Regions from separate parts of the Mus musculus genome. Here region 2 is linked to region 1. Evidence: chromatin contacts called from public promoter capture Hi-C data. All regions are on one chromosome and are shown on one strand. The core of a region is the stretch at or near the end of the contact, and the rest is flanking DNA. Distances in the headings are between cores, read along the strand shown. Region 1 holds the start of Mb21d2 (Mab-21 domain containing 2). Region 2 has its middle 70 kb from the start of Mb21d2.

Region 1 (2,820 bases), core at 32-2,531:
ATCCCAAGAGAATGCAAAGACTCTGTCCTGTAGTTAAAAGGCCTTTGTCAATCACAATTACCACTATCTGAAAAATTGACTGTGGAAACCTTTGGAGAGCAAGGCTCCTCCAGTCCAGCCCTGCTGAATGTAAACCACGGGGCCACCACTGCTGCATGACAGCGCTACACACTCGAGGCTCCCAGCAGCGGATGCTCATTCTACAACTCAGAAGCAATAATCCCACCGCAGGACGCCAGGGATAGGGTTGGATCCCCGGAACCCATTATTTTTCTTCATCTTTCCAGACCCGTCGGTGAAGAGCTGGGGGATACGGTGGGAGAAATTTTTCTAACCCAGGGCTGCCCAGAGTGGGAAACTTGAGCACCTCTTAGCCATCAGTAGGACAATACACAAAGACGAGGGGGACAGCGCTCCTCCGCGGCCAGAGCTCTGAGCTTGGTCGTGTTCAAGCAAGGAATTAGGAATTCCAGCTCAGCAACAACCCGGAGAAGCACCGGAAATGCTTCCGACCCCTTCAAAGGGAAGTCGATTTGCAAATCAAAGTTGGAGGCAACTCCGGGCGCCCGGACTACTTCCGCGGGTTACTCTGGAACACCCAACAAGTTTGGCCACCCGGGGCTCGGCGTGACAGCGCCGCGCCGCAACCACGACAGAAGCAACTTGTCGCTCCAGCACGGGTCGGCCTCCACCACGGCCGCCCGGGGTTGCAGGAGAGCCGGTGTCAGCCGGCCGGAGCCGCTTGGGGACTCCCCAAGCCGGGAGGCGTCTCCCGCCGCCGCCTCACCTGCCCGCCAGCCCCGCGGCCGAGGAACCAACAAAAGAGCGGGCGATCGGGAAGGAGAGGGGCACCCCGCGCCGAGCGCAGCAGGCAGGAGCGGAGGGGGCAGCTGAGCTGGCGGTGGAGAGGAAAGGGGACCTCACGGAACCAGGGGTGACACCCCGGGCAAACGCCAGAGCGGGGACCATAGCTTCCACCCGCTCCATCACACCCGCGCACACACGCATACTCACACATCCTCCCCGTTCTCCTTACCCAGCATGGAAAAGATGAAATCCTTGGCAGTGTGGATCTCCAGCGCTCTCTGGTCGTCGTATTCCCGCTGGTCGTGCCTGGTGAATTCCTGGATGAGTTTGTTCAGTTCCTCCACCCGAGCTCCAGACCTGAAATCCAGCTCCGGGAAGGCAGGCTTGTTGTTGCAGCCCAGGGAGGCTGCCTTGCTGGCGGTGGGAGCCGCCATCTTCATGCAAAACGCGCCGAGCGGCGGCTCCGCGGCGGCCGCGGCACCCACCCCCGCCCCCCACCCCGCCCCGGCCTCCCGGCGCGGCTGGGCAGCCCGGCCCGTGGGCGGGCTGGCTTCTGGACGGGCCCCGCGCCGCGCTGCGCTCGGGGCGGCCGCGCTCCTTCGCGGGAGGAGCCCGACTGCGGCGAGGTGCGCGTGTGGCCCCGGCCCCCGGTCCTCCCGCCCCCGCCCGCTGCGCCGCTGCGGGCCCCTGCCCTCCTCGAGTCCTGCCGGGATCGGTGGCGGCGTCCGGGAGTGGACTCGAGCCTCCCCGGGGGCAAGGAAAGTGAAGTGGAAACAATGTGAAATTCACCAGCGCTGAAATCAACAAGCTGCCGGCTCCGGTGTTACGGAGCCAGCAGCAGCAGCATTCCCATTTAAAGGGACAGCGCACCCGGTGGGAAGAAAATAAATAAATAAATGGCAGAGGTTCGCGCGCCCGGATCACTTGCCAGTCCGTACTCGGGCTGACGCGCGTGGTGTGGACGCTTTCTTTCTCCACCTCCACCCCCGCCCCTCTTTAGGGGCAGGGCTTGCCAAGCGCATCCAAGGAGAAAGGAGTCTTCCTACTCTGATCTTAGGGCGGTGTCCCGGGCGAAAACGTGTCTGTGGGCGCCTTTCCAATGTCCATCCCGAGAACTTTAGTACCTTTGCTTGGTGGAAAAATATAAAATGTACCTTCTGTCCTTTGTCGCCTAGAATGATAAAATCAGCGAATCAAGAAGGGGTGCCAGTCATGCCGCGTATAGATACTTCCAATTAACCACTCAAGTATCCTCCTTACCTTTGCCCTTGGTAATTAGTTTGCCTGGGTAACAGCTCATTCAACTTAACATATAGTGCCTTAATGAGAGCCAACCTGCTCTCAGACAGATAGGAATCCAAATGCGGAATGTGGGGGAAGGAAAACAATGAATTGCCCCAGGGTACAAGGAAGATGGGAGTGGGAGAGGGAGTCTCCCTTTTGGCAAATAGAATTTGAGCACTCGCTATTAGCCAGACCGGAATGACTGGGATGAGTCCTGGGACTTAGCCCTCACCCTCACCCATGTCCCCACTGGAACTAGGGTTTTCAAGACAAGACTGCTGTAGTCCAAGTCTAGTTTATCAAGACCAAATGGCAGATGTGGTTTTAATGTTCATGTGATTCACACACTTAAGGAGGCCTATGGACCCCTAGGAACAATGGTGAACTGTCCTCTATCCCAGCCTGTGGTCCTATCGGCCCCTTTAATTTTCTTACCTGAGTTCTCATCACTGAAAACTCACATTACCTTGTAAGACCTGGACATCCAGGCCCTGCCATACTTACCCATGTGAATAGGATAACCATTACATCTTCATAGGCTGCTTTAAGAATTAGGTGAGATAAGACTGGACGGACACCATTTATTATAAAGAATGACACGTTAAGTAGCATGTTAAGTAGCCATTAGCTGTATCAGCTTCCACTGTTGATACAAACTTTAGGGTCCTGGGGTGAGTGTGTGTGTGTGTGTGTGTGTGTGTGTCCCTGCATTTACATACACTGCATTGT
Region 2 (2,911 bases), core at 24-2,523, 70 kb after region 1:
ATGTAAAACATTATTTTCAAGAAAACTTATAGAATAAAAAAAAAAGAATTTACTTTGTCTTATGGTTCCAGAGAGATGAAAGTCCATCCAGGTGGGGATGCTAGGCAGTAAGCAGTAGCAGGAGCAAGAAGCTGAGCCCTCACTGCCTTTACCATAAGCATGAAGCAGAAGGAGATAGAAGACCTTTTACTTTTAAGCTTATCTCTAGTTACTTCCTTCTTCCCACGGGGTCACACCTCCTATACTTCCCCATATAGTACCACTAGCTGGGGACCAATTTTTTGAAATATGTGAGCCTATATGGCCCTTTTCATCCAAAGCACCCACAGTGTTGTAACCATTAGCACCACGTTATTTGAACAGTGGTGTTCTCCTGCTTCTTGTCTTGGCCTTCGGGATCTCTGCATAGATTTTTAACTGGTACATATATTTTAAACCCCGCATACATTGAAATTATTTTTTTGTTAAAATCTAATAACCTTTAATGAGCCTTAAATATTAAAAAAACATTTCTATATTTACTCATGTTGTTCCCAGTTCTCCATTTTTTTAGTTTTTTTTTTTTTAAGTTCCCCATCTCTTTTAATGCAGTTTTAGTGGGAATACAATTTCAAACTGGATACAATGTTTCTTTCTGTTGCTAAGGTTGCTTTATCTTGTCTTCTGGTCAATGAAACTGAGACTCCCTGGCTCTTAATGAAAGGTCTGTTAGTCATCAACAACCCCACTTTGCGAAAGCAGTAAAGGGCTCTCAGTCCTTGCCCCCTGAGAAATCACTAAGCTCTCCACCATTTGCTGCCTCTTTCCTTCCACTGGCATCTGTGAAGCATAACATACCTGGAGCATCTCTCATCTGTCCTTTGCAGCATTTGAATATTGAAACCTGCCAGTGATGTTGACAAGACAATTTAGACAACTCGTCACCTTTTCAGCTCTTGGCGTTACTACGGGATGCTAGGATTGCCAAGGTCTCAATCAACAACTTCTGGCTTTGGCTGTCTGAGCTGCAGGTGCCACCGACAGATAGTGCAACAGATGACCATCATGAACCTGGCTTGCACAGGCCAGATTTTGGAGAGGCGATATAGTCATTTCCTACCCTCTGCATTGGCCTGGATACAGAATGTGAAGATCATAACTAAAGCTGGTTTAAGTGGGCCAGGTGTCTGGTGCCAGCATGTTCATGCTTGCCAGATGTCTCTTCTCTGCCAGCATTGCCAGGAAAGCCTGTTCTGACCTTGTGAGATACGTGGAGGTGTGTGGACATGGTGAGGTGCTGGCGTGTGACTCACCCAGGCTGGCACAGGAGGAGCATGGGTGGAGATCAGGGAGTCTTCTGTCCATTCTGGGAGTCCTACAAAAGTCACATGTTTTTCAGAGGGGCGACCAGACTCTGGCTGATGGTTGTATTCCTACCGTTTCCTCAGAAGCTCATAAGGCCGGTTAAATACTGACTAATGGGGAGTTTATGCTGAAGCTGAGGAAGAGGCTGCATCCAGTTTAATTAACACTTACCAACTGGCACGGGTATGTGGCCGGGGCTGAGAGTAATTCAAAGCATGGTCCATGTCGTGGTATTCTTCAAATCTGATGGAGACACAGGTCATAATAATAAAAGATGATCAAGATAAAAGACAGTAATTTAAAATGACTTAATAAAGCAACATACTCTTTCTAAATGAAAATATTTATGGAGACGGCATGGAGATTAGTGCAAATATAGACTGGTGATCCCCCAATGAGCTGTAGAAAACATATACTTCAATTTTTAAATGGGTTAAGACCTCAGGCATATTTATTTGCACAGAAACAAGGAGACAATTTGAAGGAGATGGCATGATGTGCTTAGGACCAGAAGCCAAGCTCCCAGGGCAGAAGGAGGCCGAAGGGTGTGGTGTGTGTGTGTGTGTGTGTGTGTGTGTGTGTGTGTGTGTGTGTGTGTTTGTGTGTGTAAGAGCATCACCTTACCAGTTTCAATAACAGAGGCTTTGTTGTGCAACCAAAGTAGTAGACAAAGCAGGAGTCTTTATTCTGTTCTCTCCTACCTGATCTTACCTTATCAATAAGTTATTTTATTCTCTCTAGATCTCACTTTTTTGTTTTCTGCAAATAGGAAGAATCATGTGATTAGATCTCATCAAAGGGCTTTTACGGGGTTAAATGATTTAGCACATAGTAATGAGCCATGAATTAACACACAGTACTCAACCATATAGCACCACCTATTAGACAGGAAATATGTCATAAACATTACTTGGATTTTGATGGTGATATCAGTGGTAGTGGCAGTGGCCTGGGAGGGACTGTATTCTCGAGATCTGTAGTCTTCATGGCCCCAACAGTGTCCTCTATTCACACATTGTGGCTGATGGTGACATTTTTATACAATTAGCTCTATACTATTGCTTTCTGTTTCATGCTCCCTTTACTGTCTTGCTTTGTATCATGTACACAGAAAGCCAGAATTCGTGGATGAGACCAATGAGGGCCTGACTGGACAGATTTGAACTCACTTTAGCGTAATGTGTTCTCTTCGTTTTGATCATGAGTAAACTGTGCTATTCGGTTCAGGGTTCCTTCTTCAGGCACCCACCAGTGTCTGACCACCAGCTGGAGGGGCAGCAGGAAGAGCCTGGCATTTGCCGGTGAAACTGCTGTGTACAGCTCACGTGGTTCTGGCAGCCATCCCACACTGCACCCGGGCCAAGCACTCTTTGGCCAGGTTTCAGGTCAGCAGACAGAGATTCATTTTTGCTGCGCATTTGAAGAAAGGAGAAGACTCACGGAGCTTTAATGAGCATATTTAATTGGGGCCTTTTCTCAAGAGAGAATTCGTCCTCTTGACATCTGTCATAGATGAAGGGAGATGTGAATCCTAATGGCCCAAGCACAGCAGGACCCCATTTCAGCC

The links. Promoter capture Hi-C pulls out the DNA fragments that hold promoters and counts their contacts.
Region 2: a contact with region 1 is called in a promoter capture Hi-C map of liver. The contact joins the enhancer-like site here to the promoter of Mb21d2 in region 1. A contact is called at or near these places in 3 of 39 promoter capture datasets (the 3T3-L1 cell line, the C10 cell line and liver), 4 of 484 Hi-C or Micro-C datasets (cerebellar granule neurons, cerebellum and uterus), 1 of 115 datasets of contacts at active chromatin or transcription factors (embryonic stem cells) and 1 of 9 other capture datasets (liver).

What each region holds. Positions count from the first base shown.
Region 1 is chr16:28,928,417-28,931,236 of GRCm38.p6, forward strand. It overlaps Mb21d2 (Mab-21 domain containing 2), which reads right to left and starts at 1,282. Exons shown (of 2, transcript NM_177718.3): 1 at 1,037-1,282. The coding sequence starts at 1,247.
Region 2 is chr16:28,998,693-29,001,603 of GRCm38.p6, forward strand. No RefSeq gene overlaps it. Among named protein-coding and RNA genes, the nearest start is that of Mb21d2, 70 kb to the left of the region's middle. Within about 2 kb of position 1,274, at least 12 of the 459 cell types and tissues checked have an H3K27ac peak or open chromatin away from gene starts, as enhancers often do. A contact at or near this core is called in cerebellar granule neurons, cerebellum and liver, where this site is marked.